Linked DNA regions of Danio rerio: all the other regions are linked to region 1. Evidence: chromatin contacts called from public Hi-C and HiCAR-type data. All regions are on one chromosome and are shown on one strand. The core of a region is the stretch at or near the end of the contact, and the rest is flanking DNA. Distances in the headings are between cores, read along the strand shown. Region 1 holds the start of mrps16 (mitochondrial ribosomal protein S16). Region 2 holds the start of tas1r3 (taste receptor, type 1, member 3). Region 3 holds the start of park7 (parkinson protein 7).

Region 1 (3,365 bases), core at 12-2,511:
TCCTGCAGCAAAACAGCCCCACAACATGATGCTGCCGCCCCCATACTTCACAGTTGGGATGGTGTTCATAGGCTTGTAAGCTTTCCCTTTTGTCCTCCAAATGTAACACTGGTCATTATGGCCAAACAGTTTAATCTTAGCTTTATCAGACCACAGGACATGTCTCCAAATATTAACCTTTTCCCAGTGTAATTTAGCAAATTGTAATCTGGCTTTTTTGTTGATTCTGGCTTGTGGATTTTTCCATGTTGTCACACAAGGAAGCAGTGTGTTTGAGGTTTTCCTTAAATATTATTCTACAGTTGTGCCTCACATTAACTCAAATGTGGTGAATTAGCCAATCAGAAAATTTCAAAACCTTGACACCATCATCTGAGCTTTTCAGAGGCAGAATAATCATAATCATAATAAATCTCTCTTATTATTCTGCTATTAAGCCCAACAAAAAAATTGATCATCCTAACTTACCTAAAAGAGAAAAAGTTTAGTCACAATAAAATCTGATTTTTTTTTTTGTGGTTATGTGCCTTTTTATACAATGTATGTAAACTTCTGCTTTCAACTGTATTGCATCAATAATACTTACATAAATGGACCATTATTGACAGATTCTCTGTAGACAAAAAAAAAAAAAAAAACATGTTAGTAAATAGAAAATAATTTATATAATACCATAAGTGAAAAGTCTTTTAAATTAGATTTTAACCTAGTATTCAATAATTTAATATGAGATATCCCACATCTAAAATACTATAGCAACTTTACTACAGTATGGCTCAAAAAACAGTAGTATTTAAGTATGTGTATTAATCTGCTGTGTTTTTCGATATTTTCTATAGTATAACAACAACTATAGTAATATAAACAAGTTACCCAATACTGTACATTGTACATATATTATACTCCACAGTTTAAAACTAAATTATACAACATTATTTATTGCAATCCGTTCACTATAGTGCATACATATTAATGCTGTCGCATTCATTAACAGAGTTGTAGAAACTGTTATATAGGCCTAGAGTATAACTACTTTACTATAGTATGGATCAAAGCTCTAGTGTTTGCTATAAATTACAATAACGGAGCATGATTTCATGTGGGATGAAGGCACGGAGCAGCGGTAAAACGCATTTGCCTATATAAAAAAACACATACCTTATAAATTCGGTAACTGCATGTAGAATTGTTAGGGAATATAAATATTATGTTTTGAAGTATCGCCCAAATAAAGCCAACTACATAAAGAAAGTCAACAACATGACATTCGCAAGGGCGCCGACATGTTTTTCTGCTGAACCGGAAGCGTATTTGTTGATACTACTATGGGGAAAAGTCTAGATTGGATACAGCTGCGGAAACGCGCGTCAATATCGCATTATTTTTGTGATAGTGTATAACAATAATTAATATTTTTACAGTACTGTAATGGTTGGGTTTAAAGTTGAGGTAAGGGTAGACGTTAAAAAAGAAGGTTAATTGGGTAATTTATTAAATAACATCAACAATACTCGATGCAATACTGTTTTTACATTACTGTGACGGTAGGATTTAGGATTAGGGTAAGGGGAAACGTTAACAAAATACAATAAATTTGTAAATCTTATAAACAATTCTTATTCGCAACTGTATCTGATCTAGCAACAATCATACTATGGTAAAGGCTTTGCGCATGAATATTAAGTAGGTCACGTCAGCACGTTCTAGTAGTCTGCGCCGCGTCAACAGTAGATGTAATGCCGCAATTTCAGTCACTAGATGGCGGTTTTGTTCTACGAAGATCTGTCTTGTGTTTTGAAGATATCAATAGTAGGTAGTTAATTTGTTCTGACTTAAGCTGCATTATTTATCCTCGTTATCATCAACTAAAACATCAAACTAGCATGGAGATTCTAAGCTAGTGTTTATGATGACATTACATTTTTACTTTAACAAAGCAATGTTTTGTGAATGCTACTATAATTAAGCATACAAGGAAGTGAAGAAATTAACGGTGTATAGACAGATGCTTCACAGTACTGGGATGCAGGGCAAGCCAAATGCATCTTCTATGGTGGATCAGCAGAGAAAGTTGGACTGAAAACTCCCATTCTCTTCACTTTCGGCTGATGCTCTTGTGAAGATCTCATGCTCCTGTGGACCATAAGACAAGCTTTTACAGCCATAATCATCCGTGACTGTCCTGTAGAGCTTGTTCAGATGATCAGATAACACAGCAGAAAAAAGAGAAGTCCTCACTTAAGGACAAGGTCTGTGTAAGACAACAAGCAGAAGCAAGATCTTGATATTAACTATTACAACAAGGATATCAGTTATAATTTGTAAATGACTTGTCTAAAATACTTGATTATGTTACTTTTAAACAGTTAATCGGTAATGAAACCCCAGGAGAGATAGACATGTGTCTGTTTTTGGAAACTGAGATGTATAAATCACCTCAAAGCTGTATAAATAGTATTTTCATTGCAATATGTCTAAATATTGCAAAAATATCTACTGTATATAATATATCAAAACTCAATGTCTGATTAGTAATGTGCATTGTTAAAAGCTTAATTTGCTTAACTTTAAAAGCCATTTTCTCAATATTTAGATTTTGTTAACCCTCAAGTTCCAGATTTTAAAATATTATAAATATTATTTATACAGCTTTCTGGTGATTTGTAAATGAATTGTGTTACTCTTAAACAGGTCATCGATATGTTGGTTATGTCATGGTTCAGGATTGGTAGAGCTACGCATCGATGAATTGGCTCTTCAGTGTTTGAACTCTTAGTAATGATTAAATCACACTGAACTGAGCTAAACTGAACTGAACTGAACTTAAACACTAAAACCTGAACCACACTGTTCCAGTTACTATGACCATTTATGTGAAGCTGCTTTGACACAATCTACATTGTAAAAGCGCTATACAAATAAAGCTGAATTGAATTGAATTGAATCGATAAGGAGACCCCAGGAGAGACAAAATTGTGTCTGTTTTTGGAAACTGAGGTCTATAAATCACCTGAAAATTGTATAAATCAGTGGTTCTCAAAGTTTTTTCACCAATTACCTCCTCAAAAAACAATTGTCTCTCAAAGTACCACCATAAAAACTGGTATTGAAATAAAGAAGCGGAGCTGGCCAAATTAAGCAGGTTAAAAAATATCTAAATATTGAGAAAACGCCTTTTAAAGTTGTCCAAGTTAAGCTTTTAACAATGTGCATTACTAATCAGACATTGAGTTTTGATATATAATAGGCATGAGATGTTTCTACACCAATATCTTTCCATATTTCAATGGAAATAAGTTATACTTTATTACTTTATTATACTTTATCATGCTTTGAGGTAATTTGTGCAGCTTTGAGGTGATTTA
Region 2 (3,060 bases), core at 538-3,037, 170 kb before region 1:
CAAACATGCCATGTTCTAAGTCACTTAAATCAGTGTTTCTCAACCACTTTCCTGGAGGACCACCAACACTGCATGTTTTGAATGTCTTATTTGTCTGTCAAAGGAGCTGATGATCTGAATTAGGTGTGTTTGGTTAATGAGACACGGAAAATGTGCAGAGCTGGTGGGCCTCCAGGAACGTGGTTGAGAAACACTGACTTAAATCACCTTTTTTCCCCATTCTGATGCTCGATTTGAACTGCAGCAGATCGTCTTGACCATGTCTACATACCTAAATGCATTGAGCTGCTGCCATATAGTTGGTTGATTAGAAATTTGGGCCAACGAGCAGTTGGACAGGTGAGTACAAGTCTATGTTAGTTTAGTTTTTAAAGGAATGATTGAATTCATATATTTTTAATAGTATTTTCCCTCCCTCTGAAAGTAGAGTGTGTCGTACATGTGATTTGTCAAGCCCACTCAGAAAAATGGAGTGTTGATAAGAAAGTGTCTGGTACATAGCACAAATAATGCCAAATGTGTGATGCATTTGCCCTTAATGTGCATTATTTGCCTCAATTTCTTCTACCGCACAAGTTCTAATCATTGAAAAACATCCCGAGAGTAAACTAGAGCAAGTAACATGGTGCTTCAAGTTTGGTGTAAACCCAGCTTAACAATTGCACAATTTTTACCGGAAGCATGAGGCGTTTAAAAGAAAGTTTCTAGTGCACATGGAGAGGAGAGAGTCAGTGTGTTTCCAGTTGTTTTGTACGCTCAAGGACAGGAATGCTGGGTTCAACCCAAATACGGAATTAAGTATTAATGGGAGTAAAATACATACAAAGTCAATGCAAATGTGCAAATCGAGGTGAATTTTTGCAGCATAGACCGGACGATGTGAAATGGATGTTTGCCATGGAAATTTTTTCAGTCTCGTTCACTGTGCAAGTTCTAAATTGAGAGAGAAAAAAACATCCCGTGAGTAAACTAAAGCAAGTGACACAGTGCTTTAAGTTTGGTGTGAACTTAGCTTAATAATTGCACAATGTTTTCCAGAAAATGGAAAGTTGATAAGAAAATGTCTGGTGCATATGGAGAGAAGAAAGTGTGTGACCTACAGTTGTTCTGTCAAGCCCACTCACCTGAAGCACACTAATGCTGGGTTCACACCAAATGCTGAATTAACTATTCGTGCCCGTAAAATACATACAAAGTCAATGCAAATGTGCAATTAGAGGCAAATCATTGCCGCATAGACTGAAATTTGTGATGTGTTTGCCATGGTCTCAATCTCGTCCACCATGCAAGTTTTAATAATTGAGCTCAAGTGACAAATTTTCCTGAGAGGAAAAACATCCTGTAAGCAAGTGACACAGCTTTTCAAGTTCGAAGTGAACCCAGCTTAAGAATTGCACAATGTTTTTTTTTTTTTTCCAGAAATATGGAGAATTTATATGAAGTTGTCTGGTGCATACGGAGAGGAGAGCGTTTGTTTTATAGTGTGTCATACACAATTTTACCTGTCACACTGAAGATCATCAGGTTTCACCCGTTGGCTCAGTTCACTTGTGAGTTGGTTGATGGGAAATAGTCCTCCAATGAGAATATCTCCAGGAGATTTGAAAAAATTTGTAGTGATGTTGTTGAACCATGATGGGTTGTCGCCGAGTCCAGACCCCAGAATGCCACAGAGCACCAGAAAAGTCCACTTGTTCTTCATCCTAGAAGGTAAACAGTTTTTCACTATGACATGTAAGTGAATTAAAGCAAAATGTGAAATAGCCGCACTGACCTCAGTAGAAGCATTTCTGAGGGTCTTCTTGTTTTGATGTGATGAGATTCTCTCAGTGGCCAGTGATTATGATGGTTAAATGGTCAACCAACAACACGTACATGAGTAAAACGCCACACCCCACTGTCCTGCCATCAGCTTTCCTGTGCTTCGCATGTAAATTAGGGGTCTACATCAAGATTCATTCGGGCTTTACATGAAAATGTTTTGGTTTCACCTCAGTGTTGAAGTTGGTTTTAAATTACATTCAGTATTGAAGTATAAGAGGCTGTTTACTAGAGCTGCATCCACCTTGTGTGTGTTCTTTTGTTAATTGTTGGCTTTTTTAAATTTCTTATATTTTAATCAGTTAATTAATTATTATTAAACAATAATCATAATAATTACATTGGTTTATTTTGGTTATTTTGTGCTGCTTTTTTTTGCAAAGCTACTAAATGATTGCTTTCCAGAAAAGATTAAATAGCTTAGTATGCACTGAGTAAAAATATTTATATGTACTTACGTGTGGTTTATTTATAAACTAATTTCGAGAGGATCATGTGCTTATGATTGAACACAGCTGGTATCGCTCTATAAATTTGCACCAATCAGATACTGACACACTATAAATTACCAGAGCTTTTTACTCCAGTCATCTTCATCTTGAAGAATCCCCCTTTCCACCTACTCCTCCCCTTCTCTGATAGGGCAGCACGGTATCCCAGTGGGTAGCACTGTTGCCTCACAGCAAGAACACTGGCGTTTCTGTGCAGAGTTTGCGTGTTCTTCATGTGGGTTTTCCCCGGGTTCTCCTGTTTCCTCCCACCGTCCAAAGACATACACCATAACTGAATTGACTACTTCAAAATAACATCCCCCTAAGGCAACTCTTAGCGAGATATATCTCAGTAGTTCGCCAAAAGGGGAGTTCTCGAGAAACTCTCCTCTTGCCCTTCAAATGGGAGGGAGCCCCGGGCTCTAGGATATTCTGAGCTCAGGGCTCTCTCCGTGACAGCATGCCAAACAAGCTTTAATATCAATCATCAGCTAAGTGTGAACTCTTAAAAATACACATTTTTAATCAAACTGTGCATTTTCCAAACTGTTGTTTTTCGATGTTAAATAAACAATGGAAATGTGGCAGCATTATGCATTTAGAAATTGTGGAAATTAGAAAAATTTGTTTGTGGCTTGGATTCAAAGCACTTTCTCAAGTGTTTTGTCTCATGCATAAATAATAATGAAATAAACATTAGAGCACATATAGACCTTTGGCACACACTGTAAAAAATAGAATCTTTTTA
Region 3 (3,352 bases), core at 341-2,840, 220 kb after region 1:
TGGGTGTTTTGGTTTTCCCCACAGTCCAAACACATACGCTATAGAAGAATTGAATAAACTAAACTGGCCGTTGTGTATGACTATGAGTGTGTATGGGTGTTTCCCAGTACCGGAAGGGCATCATGGATACGAAAAGGAAGTCAATTTGCCCAAGAGTGTATTGTTTAAGGTTTTGAAAAATTACAATGACACATATGACACATTTGACACATATTCCCAAAATATGTGTCAAAATAAGAGTTGTCACCAAAAATTATTCCATTTACTGAAACAAAGATGTGGCCAAATTAAGACTCAAAATCAGCCCTGAGTGGATGAAAACAACAACATTCATGATTTTAAAAAGTGTTGTGCACAAATTGATTTTATTAAAATGATTTCTGAAGGATCTATGACAATATGAATAGTTTTTCTGGAGTAGCATTTTTATTTGTTCGTAAATGTTAATTCCTTCATCTTTCAAATTGTTCTTTATCTGGATTGAAATGAACACGTTCATCCTAAAATGCATTTGAAATGACGATAAAATTGTCTTCAGAGGCAAATTTACTGTTACTAATACATGATGGCGAAGATGAGGCCGTTTCAAGCCCATCAACAAGCAAGTGCATCTGAAAAAAAGGTCTCCAGCGTCCTCTAGTGGCCGAAGATCTGCATTTCTTTAAAATGGCCTGCATTTTCTTTACAGTGAAATTGTTCAGAATTAAAAACTATTTTTATTTTATTTTCATTCATTAATTTTCTTATCGACTTAGTCCCTTTATTAACTGGGAAACACCCACACACTCTTGTATTTACACACATTCACAAAGGACAATTTAGTCTATTACATATAGCGCATGTGTTTGGACTGTGCAACATGCAAACCCACACAGGAATGCCAACTGACCCAACTCGAGCCGGCGACTTTCTTGCTGTGAGGCGATTATGCAACGATTGACGCCCCTTTATTTTATTTTATTTTATTTTATTTTATTTTATTTTATTTTATTTTATTTTATTTTATTTTATTTTATTTTATTTTATATAGTCAGTGCAGGTCAAAAAAACTGCATGTTTTTTAATGTCTAAGTAAATATCCAAAATATTAATTTAAGTGTTTTATCAACTCTATTTATTATTTTGTGTCTGTAGATTTCAGTTGAAATACATATTTCGATTGACTTATTAAAATAAATTAAAGCAACATAAAATATTTGTTGTCTTGAATTTTTGTCATATTTTAGTGTAGAAGTTACAATGTACTGTTACAAACAGTGACACATTAATTTTATTTGGAATAAGAACGTTACGAGGGATTAAAATTAATAGCATATTAAGCACAACATAAACACTCCACTAAATAAACAAATTAAAATTTAAGAAAAAAATATACCCAAGTTTGACGTGGAATCAATCTCCGTTTACAGATGATTCAGTAATCAAAATAAAATCTGTTATCTTTTAATGCCTTTTTTTTCTTTGAAAAAAGAAAAAAAAAGAAAAACAACAACAAACGACCATAGAATAGCTCCTTACAAGAAGAAAACTTTTATTTTGCCTGGTAGTTCCCCATAACCCACCTACTCCCGGAAACGCCTTCCATAATAAAAGTACATGAGTGAGGTTGCATTGCAGACACGCACAGGTTATTAGACGCACGGTTATTATGGCCGGTAAAAGAGCGTTAGTGATTCTTGCGAAAGGAGCGGAGGAGATGGAGACTGTAATCCCGGTGGATGTGATGCGCAGAGCGGGGGTCTGTAGACACAAAACATTTAACTCGTGCAAATGTGTTGCCAAATGTCAATAACGTGTGTCAGTGATGTCTGTATGCAGCTGGTATGCTAATGTGTGTTGGTATTCTTAACATGCATGCATGCATTAATTAACGTTAGTGCAGTGAAGTGAAGATAATAAAGTTGTACTGTATGAATATTGCTTGTGTGCAGCGTTATGGTGGTCAGTTACTGCTGCCAGTGTGTAAATGCCAAAGTTTGCCTCTCTACAGGACACATTACATAATCACTGATTCTATGTCTTGGTCAATTTTGAGAGAAAGTTGATACTTTCATTGGTCAAATATGGCTTTAATAAATAAATAATTATATTGTTGAGCTTTTGTGCATTACATTTAGGAAAGAATCTTGAAAAACAGTCCTGTCACAGTTCTGAATTTTATGCTTCTTGGCACATAAAAAGCTGTGATTTAATTAGGATTTAAGTTTCTTTTCATTTTTTAAATATGTTTTTTTTTGTTTTAAGAAATTATTTTAATTTTCTATATTACTTTACGCACAATTAAATAGGCCACTGATTTTCCTTAATGCTATGAAATTATTATAAAGAATTGGATTTTCATCAAAACTTTATAGTGGTTATTTCAAATAATTGTGATTTAGATCAAATGACCACAGATAATTAATCAATATTTCATCAATATCATGCAGTCTTTAAGTGAATAATAGGAAAAATCATAGCATTTAAATGCATCAACAGTATATATCATCATTAGGCCCACACAGAATCTGCTGATTTTTAAGCCATCATTCAGTTTATTTATTTACTTGTGTAAATGTGTTAAATAAATATATATTTAATCAGTTTTAATATTAATTTCAGTATTATCATAGAATAAGTTGCCAATGCTTAGATAATTTATGTGCAATACAATTTGTACGCTAATATTTTCTGTCTATTAGAGGATGTGTGATATAAAAGTCGTACTTTAGCTTTCTTATACAATGCTAGTGGGTCCAATTTTGCATTTGAATTGTAAACCTTAAATAACAATTAAGAAGTTATTTTTTATTTTATGTTGTTTTTAGCCCCTATACTCTCAAAATCACTTTTCATAAATAAATAAATTAAATAATAATAAAAAAACAGAGTATTAATTTAATCTTTTTTTTTTTTTTTTTTTTGCTTAATTTTGTGCAGAAATACAGAAAAAACATTTAAGAAATCTTTCTGTCTGGCTCTGGCCATCATTACTATAGTGAAATACTATAGTATTTCACTGGAATATAGCAATTTGGTTTCTAGTCATAAATTATGTCTCATGCATGTTACATTTAATTTACAAATTCAATAAATATCAATAAGCAGAGTGTTTTGTCCCTTTCTCGTAGATCGCTGTTACTGTCGCAGGTCTGGCAGGTAAAGAGCCGGTTCAGTGCAGCCGTGAGGTCATGATCTGCCCAGACTCCAGCCTGGAGGACGCACACAAACAGGTCTGACTTTACATATTATAAGTACCTGCTTATCTAAATTTTACAATTTAGTGTAACTCTTAAGTAGTTCTGCACAATACTGGGAAAATATGCAATATTTTGTTGTTGAGTGTTGCGATCATGATATTTCTTACGATATA

The links. A called contact is a pair of places that touch in the nucleus more often than the background predicts. HiCAR-type assays count read pairs that join an accessible place to other places.
Region 2: a Hi-C map of an unstated tissue shows a contact between it and region 1, with 2.5 times the contacts expected there. The contact joins the promoter of tas1r3 here to the promoter of mrps16 in region 1. A contact is called at or near these places in 2 of 18 Hi-C or Micro-C datasets (caudal fin and an unstated tissue).
Region 3: a contact with region 1 is called in a HiCAR-type map of caudal fin, with 5 times the contacts expected there. The contact joins the promoter of park7 here to the promoter of mrps16 in region 1. A contact is called at or near these places in 6 of 18 Hi-C or Micro-C datasets (caudal fin, embryo, hematopoietic stem cells and 1 more) and 2 of 4 datasets of contacts at active chromatin or transcription factors (caudal fin and embryo).

Annotation. Positions count from the first base shown.
Region 1 is chr11:43,561,918-43,565,282 of GRCz12tu, forward strand. mrps16 (mitochondrial ribosomal protein S16) reads right to left here and starts at 1,262. Exons shown (of 4, transcript NM_001006030.1): 1 at 1,159-1,262; 2 at 587-613. The coding sequence starts at 599. The region is part of intron 2 of LOC141376673 (a long non-coding RNA gene); the gene reads left to right.
Region 2 is chr11:43,392,405-43,395,464 of GRCz12tu, forward strand. It overlaps tas1r3 (taste receptor, type 1, member 3), which reads right to left and starts at 1,788. Exons shown (of 9, transcript NM_001039628.1): 1 at 1,775-1,788; 2 at 1,503-1,703. The coding sequence starts at 1,788. The region is part of intron 3 of LOC137496731 (a long non-coding RNA gene); the gene reads left to right.
Region 3 is chr11:43,778,730-43,782,081 of GRCz12tu, forward strand. It overlaps park7 (parkinson protein 7), which reads left to right and starts at 1,591. Exons shown (of 6, transcript NM_001005938.1): 1 at 1,591-1,738; 2 at 3,111-3,212. The coding sequence starts at 1,649.